Linked DNA regions of Capra hircus: region 2 is linked to region 1. The links are chromatin contacts, called in public Hi-C maps. All regions are on one chromosome and are shown on one strand. The core of a region is the stretch at or near the end of the contact, and the rest is flanking DNA. Distances in the headings are between cores, read along the strand shown.

Region 1 (3,749 bases), core at 587-3,086:
GGAGAGAAAGCAGATAAGACCCTCTTACTAGGGTTCTAATAGTTTGAAGAATTCAACCATCCCAGGATGGGCCACAAAATTCCTCTCTCCCGGGAATGACTTCATGGAAACATTCTGGAGTTAAACAAGTCGGAATTGCTGCATTTCCCCTGAGGCCAGAGCCCAGTGGGCGGGTAGAGTCTGGGCTGGGCCCCAAGAAGGGATGGCTCCAGCTCTGGTCCTTCACACTAATGCCGCTGCCCTCCCCCTCCCCACAATTAACACACCGCAAAGAAAGGTGTCTGCTTCCGGTCTCCACTAGGATTCACCACAGAGGCCTCCACCTGCAGGCCCTGTCGTCAGGAAACGACAGGCCTGCTTCCAGGGAACATTCCCTCATCATCCACACTGGCAAATCAGTTTAACCCGTGTGCTCCTCGCACTGGGTTGAAACTTGTGATTTATTGTAGTCACGTATTAACATAAGTCTGGCCTTTAAACAAACAAGCTGCTGAGACAGACTCTGCTCAGGGAGTCTGTTAATTGAAATCAGCTGAGGCTGAATATGAACTCACCCAAGGTGAAGGGTGTGTTTGGTTAGTTCTAGAAAGTGGAGATTGCCTGCTCTGAAGTACCAGAGGGGAAAAGAAACGGACATAAGACATTGGAAACCTGGTGGTTCTCAGCAAAGCAGTGAGCAGAGAAACAGCCTGAAATGAGGCACTATCAAAGGGACTTCATTTTGTTTGTTTTTTTTTAAGTTACAAGAAGGCTGTGAAAAGGCAGTGTCAGTGTGGCCCAGAGACAAGCAAGAAGGAATACTGAGGTTCCTTGATGGCACCTCTTTGCTCTCCTTGCTCCTTTGGTGTTGCTGAATGGATAACAACAACCAAAAAAAAAAATCCATGTCTTCTTAGAAATGAATGCTTTAAACATTTAAAGCTAAGGCTGTCTTCCCAAGCGCCTTTTACCTGACCTAAGCCAACCCTTTATTGCTTTGCTGCTCCAGAGGAAGGCAAAGAAACAGGTTTTATCTGCTTTTATTGGTTCCACGCGTATTGTCCTAGCTTCATCCCCACCTCCCAACAGCCTCACATGCCCCAAGGTCTGGGAGCACAGACTCAGAAGGGTTCTGCTGGTGGGAGCTGGGGGGAGGGTGCCTCCCTCAGGCGTTGCATGTTGATAATGGCCGAGAGTCCAGGCTCAGATGGCCACAGCTATGTGGGCTCCGGCCCCAGGATCCTAACCTCCTCCCCGGGGATGTTTCCGTTTGCATTTCTGCTATTTCTCCACTCTCAGCAGGTCTACAGTGGATCTGTGTTTCTCTTCCCTTACTCTGCTTGGCTTCCCTCTAATTACACAAAATAAAATCTGGCCCTGTCTGTCTTGTCTCTCCATCTGCGGCCAGCTTTCAATTACCCACGCCTGGATTATTTGTGGCAAATGTCCAGACAGGGGCTCTGCCACCCAGAACGTTTCTGAGTTCAGACTGACCGGCAGCCCCAGCCACTCGGGGATCATGACCTCCTCTCATTAGGAGCCTGGGCCAGGCATTTGGAAGGGATATCTGCCAAAAAAAATTGCACAGTTGCATCTCCCAGCCAAAAGGAAACAACGTCTGTATTATTACTTGTTTCTGATTATCTGCGCCCCTCCCTCCTGGCCCCTCAGCACAAGGATGACGATGGCGCAGCTGTTTCTCTAGCAAAATCAAGGCAAGCTGTCACTCTTGCTTTCCCGATGCCATAACTCCCTGCTCTCTTTCATTCCCTCTCATTTGTGCTCCGGCAGAATGTGGAGGGCAGAGCTGCGAGGAGGTCAACTGGGGAACGTGACCCTGTGGCTGGGTCAGTGGAGGCCTGGAGCCTGTATCTGGACAATCTCTGCATTCAGCAGCAGCATGGAGACTCGCTCCATTATCTGTACAAATGGAGCAGAAAATTCAAAAGCCACTGCGGTTTGTTCCTGGCATGGCTTATCTAGGTCGGGTGCCCTCCTGTCCAATTTACCTTCTGATGATGTTTTGTTTAAAGCAGTAGTTTCTATACAGGGAAGGTGGCCTGTGAAACACTGGGAGATGTTAATGGGGAAGGTCAAATTAATTTGGAAAAAACATGCATGCTGAATGTCCTTTTGAAATACTCAGTGACACACTAAAGGCTCAAGAAGATGCTATTTTGGTATCAAAATCAATTCAATATCATCTAACCTAGTAATCTGGTAATTTCTAAACTTGAATAACAGTCTTGCTTTTTGTTGTTTTGTTTTGTTTTTACAAAGTCTCCATGGAACCAGAGCCTCAAAGGCCCTATTCTAGTTCATGTGAGTAAGAGTTTCATTCTCCTGCAAGGCTGCATGGGCAAGGTGTGGGAGAGGGGGAGTGAGAGCCTGGTGGCCCTGGAGGCTGACTGGCCAGATGGCAGGATGGTCTGCGGGAGAAGCTGGGGTGGGGGCTTTACCTCTTGGTGCTGCAGGCATCAGGGCAGGTTGGGCACTTCTCACACGTCTCCCCAAAGGCGCCTGGCTCTGTGCACTGGCACTGCCCGCAGACGCAGTGCCCACGGTCGCTGCAGATGTGGCCGTCCCTGGCCTGGCATGTGCTGATGTCTGTCGAGCAGTTACAGTTGTCCCCGATGTAACCCGCGTGACACTTGCATTCTCCGCAGTGACACTCGCCGTGGCCTAAAAGGACACACACCGCACATCAGTGCCTGCCTGCCTGCACGGACACACAACCAAGCTGGCGCCTGCCACGTGCTGGGCCCTGGGGATGCGACAGAGTGAGGCACGGGCTGTGCCCTCGCACGAACACACAACCAAGCTGGCGCCTGCCACGTGCTGGGCCCTGGGGATGTGACAGAATGAGACACGGGCTGGGCCCTCAGACTCTGACCGGGCAGACAGAGGGCCTGGTGCCACCACAAGGTGACAGTAGGGCGCCCAGGCGGCGCTTGTGGTCTGCCTGCACTGGACGCTGCTCCAAGTCGGTCCAGATCTTGGCCAAGTTGTGCCCCGGGCCCAAGGCCCCAGAGAACTTCTTCCTGTCTCCCCAGTTAATGTGACGAACAGCCCCAGGGCCTGTGGCAGTGACCCCCTATAGCAAAGGAGACTTTGCAATGTGATAAAGTGAAGGATTTTGAGACAGAGGAGAGTCTGCCAGATTACCCTGGGACCCTAAGTGCCATCACAAGGGTTCCGTGTAGGAGTAAGCCAAGGGGAGATCTGACTGCAGAAGCTGGTGGCCGCGGCCAGGAGGGGCAAGATGCTGTGCTGCCAGCTCTGGAGACAGAGGCGGCGGCCTCGAGGAGCCAGGAATGCAAGGAGCGCAGCTCTGTGAGATGGCAAAGGTGAGGGAAGGGCCTCCCTGGAGCCTTGGCAGGGAGTGTGGGCCTCCCGGTGCCGACACTGTAGCCAGGGAGAACCATGGCAGACTCTGACCTCCAGAGCTGTAAGAGAACACACTGGAGTCCTCTTCAGTCACCCATTTGTGGTAACCTGTCACAGCCGCAACGGAAACGCACACACGCACAGTCTCCGAGTCTCAGTGAGATGCTGACTCCGGAGCTGTGGCCAGAGCGGACGATTCAGGAGCAGGGGCCAAGGGCGCCAGCAGCTAACGCTGAACTCACTACGAACGTGTCAGGCTTTACAGCGTCAACTCGCAGAATTCTTACAACCATCCCCTGCTCACAAGTGATGAAAACGACACATGGAAGGATGAAGCAGCTTGAGGGTGGCCAAACCACGAGTATGGCTCAAGGACCCACAGT
Region 2 (4,035 bases), core at 1,426-3,925, 120 kb after region 1:
TGTAAATAGTCACAACTTCCATTCGGAGAGGCTAGATGTTGGATGGAAGAGAAGTACCAAAGGCCAGATCTTCAAGGCTGCTCCCTTCTCCATCAGTCTTTTGAACATTCAAAATAAAAGCTCATATGTTAGGTTGAGGGGCTGTAGATGGATCCAAATTCTTACAAAATTCTAGACAAAATGAGAGAGGGAAGGGAAACTCTTAGAAAAGTATTCCAACAGAAATGGATAAGAAAATTTAGTTTCATAAGTGATTAACATTGTTTTAAATATTATTTGAATAATATTATTCAAATAGCTCTTTATGCACTTTGGCTTATTTGATCTTTATCCTCTGAAGTAGGCTTCATTTAGTGCATTTCACAGATGAGTAAACTAACCCAGAGAAGTCAAATAACCTGTCAGAGATCACACAGCTCAGAGCAGGAAGGGCCAGACTGTAAACCAGGTCTGTCAGATTCTAAATCCCATGCGTACTCAGCCACTAAAGGCCTTTCTTCAGAGGCAATACTTGAAGTAAGCATTCCACCAGTGTGGAGAAAGGGAGGCTTGAAGTGAGTTCAGCGGAAGGTTCACCTCATGTAGGACCAACAGGCATCCATGGGACATCCATTCTCGACTACTGCTGACTAGACCCTGTGTCCAACCCCAGGTGGCCCACTTTGTGCAAATCACCCCTTCATGCACACATGAAACACTTAGAGTCCATGATTAAAGGAAAATCAACCATGAGATTTTAAAATAAAACGATTCAGATTTTCCCAGAATATTCAAAGTGCGTTAAGACTCTCAAAGGATGACCTGCTCACCCGGGCCACCCGCAGAAGCTGAGCTCAAATCTGGGAAGCAGGGATGCTGTGACCCCTTCCCCGGCCCTTCCCTCAACCTCCTAGGTCCTCCTTCTCCTCAGCTTCTTTATTTTTCTTCTCTCCTGGGATGCCTCACCCCTCCTTCTTCCTCTTTCTCCCCACTCTTCCTCTTTTAAACAAGTCATTTTTCTCCTTGCCTCTTCTGTTTCCCCCTCCTCTTCTCCGGCCCCTTCTCCTTTGCCTTCTGTCTTGTCACTCCTTGCAGGAGTCTCCTCTGACAGGCTTTCTCCTTTCAGTATTTCATTCGGTCACACTGAGCAATGCCAGCTACAATTCTCTAACACAAGTCTCAGGAGAACAAGCTATTCACCTTGAAAGTCCTCCGGAGGGAAAGAATATTACCAGCCTCACTTGTTACTTTAGAAATTGACCAGGTTGCCTTGTGGTCTGGGTGGGGAGGAGAGGAGAGATTTGCCTTTATGTGGGCTGGCTGGAAAGGACCCATGTAAACAGAACCATGCTTACATCCAATAGTCCTTCCCAGGCCAGACCTAGGTTGGGTCCTAGGGCCTTCAGCAGCCTAGGAATTATCACAACCACTGGAGTTATAGCCCAAGAAATGTATAATTTAAAGAGACATTAAGGGCATCTGAATTAAGCTTCCCTTTTTACAGCTGAGGAAATAGATGGTGAGAGAAATTAAGTGGTGTGTCTAAAGTCACATAGATGGTCACTGTTAGGGACCCACTGGTGGCTAATTATAATAGCTTCCTGATGAAAAATAAAAAAAGGTCTACGGGGCAGCCAGGGCTGCTGCAGATATAGTAGCCAGGTCCCAAGTCTGCCCTGGGGCATTTCAGTTAACAAAGGCAAATAGAAAGCACACAATACTCACCTAATAGTCCGGTAGGGTGTAGGGGCTTGTGTAGGGGTTCTGTGACTGGCTGTCTCTGGGCAGGTTCACCCTGACCTTAGGGAAGATGCTCCCCTCTGCTCCTAGATTGCTAAAGCCAGTCTCCTTGAGTCTCAGATTGTGTGAGTCCTTCTCAATCAAGGTCTCTTCCTCTACATCCCTGCCTTTGTTCTTTAACCTGTTAATTGGTAACAGAAATTAGGATCTGACAGTGGTGGCAAGTTCCTTGAAGCAAATGTTAATATTCTTTTTTCAATATGTAAATTTTTAAAATAATTTCAAATTTACATGTAAGTTACAAAAAAAAAAAATTACACAAAGCTCCCATACATCTGTCACCCAGAGTTCCCAACTGTTAACATTCCTGAACCATTTAAGAATAAGCCACAGACCTGATGTAATACTTCAGTACTTCATTCAGTGTAGATTCCCTGACTCACCTCATAAGCTCCATGTAAACATCAAAACCAGAATATTATCCTGATCCAACATTACCATCTATTAGTAATTCTGCCTGTCATATTACATTTTGCTAATAATGTTAGTATTTGTCAGTGTGCCTTTGAATTACTTATGGAAATGATAGTAAAAGTTAAAGAAAAAGGATGATTTGTAATACAGTTTTTCATTCAAGCAAAGTCAATTCTATAGAAGCACCTCAATGAAGAAGACGAGTTCCGGCATAAAGGTCTCAAGGAAAAATAGAAGTTTCCCAGGATCTGCTGCGAGCCCTCAAGGACCTCAAATGTAAGCATTCAGTGCCAAGTGGAAGGATTTGAGGCGAGGGAGGCACTTGCCTCCCTGCCAGTTAACTCTGATCGTGACCATTCTTTCCTTCTGGCCCACAGTCACCAACAGTGCTGCTCTCTTAGAGTGGGTGGTAGGGCCAGAGGCATCCGTGAAGGCCACAGCGCGGTCCAAGGGTGACTCTCAGGCCCTGGGGTGTTGTAAAGGACGACCCACTTGCCTGCTGACCCTGATAGCCAGCCTAGCCCACCACAGAGTTCCTCCCTGTGACAACACTCCTGTCTAAGGTGGCTGAGAAGAGGCTCCCTTCCCTTGAGAGTGGGCAAGAAATTCTAATTCTTGGAGGGCTTCGGGAGAAATGAATCCAAGGCTGAGCTAAGAGCAAAACCGGGCTCTGCAGCAGGAAGAGGGAACTGAGAACCAAGACTGTTCCGGGACACAGCTCTATTGCAGCCCCTGAGGGCCCTGGAGACATGGCAGTGAGCCGGTTCTCCGTGGAGGAGGCAGCCTTGCTCCGGAGCTGAATGTCCTGGGCCCCCTCCCCCTGGGAAAGGGAAGGCCATGTTCCCAGTTCCCAGCTTGGCATCCTTGCAATCAAGTCTCTGGGGAAGAGTTAATAACAAAATGGAGTGAAAAGGAATAAAAAAAGAAGAAGAAACAAAATATTTTAGGAATGAAAACTATTTGTCCTCTCACATTACAGTGCAAGAAAACCTATTTGCCAAAATATAAGCTATGAGCCAAATGCTACTTTTAAAAAGTAGCTTTTCATTTTTTTAAATCAGAGTGGCTCCTCCCTTGGCACATCTAGAATGGAATAGATGATAGTATTCCATCCCTGTTAATGGAGGGAACTTTATCTAAATGTAGAATGAATGAATGGACCCTACTTAAGTTTTTAAAAAGGGCACTTAAGGCACCAAACTGAAAAAACACCATGCAGAGATAATGTTTCTACTTAAAACCCAGGAGGCTCAGGTGAGGTGTCCTTGTCCTTGTGTTAGTCACTCTGTCACGTTCAACTCTGTGACCCCATGGACTGTAGCCTACCAGGCTCCTCTGTCCATAGGATTCTCCAAACAAGAATACTGGAGTGGGTTGCCATGACCTTCTCCAGGGGATCTTCCCAACCCAGGGATCAAACCCAGGTCTCCTGCATTGTAGGCATATTCTTCATCATCTGACCACCAGGGATGTTAGGCTATTTGCAGAGAGATTCTGGGAAGGGGTGACTTGATGAAAATTATATTTGACAATATCAATGGAGTTAAATATTGCTAACAAAATATTTTTTGTTTTGGTTTTGGTTTTTCGGGTTTTTTTTTTTTTTTTGAGCAGATAAAGGTTTATTGTAGGGCAAACAAGGAGAATGAGTGGTGCATGCTCAGAAATACCCAAACTACCCAGAGCGTTTTTAATGACCTCAGAAAATGGTTGCTGTGTCACTTTATAGGCTTCCCTGGTGGCTCAGATGGTGAAGAATCTGCCTACAATGCAGGAGACCTGGGTTCAGTCCCAGGCTTGGGAAGATCCCCTGGAGAAGGGAATGGCCACCCACTCCCCTGG

What was found. A called contact is a pair of places that touch in the nucleus more often than the background predicts.
Region 2: a Hi-C map of liver shows a contact between it and region 1, with 5 times the contacts expected there. The contact joins two enhancer-like sites. A contact is called at or near these places in 3 of 5 Hi-C or Micro-C datasets (blood and liver).

Annotation. Positions count from the first base shown.
Region 1 is chr1:68,981,870-68,985,618 of ARS1.2, forward strand. ITGB5 (integrin beta-5) reads right to left here. Exons shown (of 15, transcript XM_018045853.1): 11 at 2,439-2,661. Among named protein-coding and RNA genes, the nearest start is that of UMPS, 73 kb to the left of the region's middle. Within about 2 kb of position 1,837, at least 3 of the 5 cell types and tissues checked have an H3K27ac peak or open chromatin away from gene starts, as enhancers often do.
Region 2 is chr1:69,105,231-69,109,265 of ARS1.2, forward strand. MUC13 (mucin-13) reads right to left here. Exons shown (of 12, transcript XM_005675237.3): 11 at 1,705-1,900; 12 at 1-171. The coding sequence ends at 1,705. Among named protein-coding and RNA genes, the nearest start is that of ITGB5, 19 kb to the left of the region's middle. Within about 2 kb of position 2,676, at least 2 of the 5 cell types and tissues checked have an H3K27ac peak or open chromatin away from gene starts, as enhancers often do.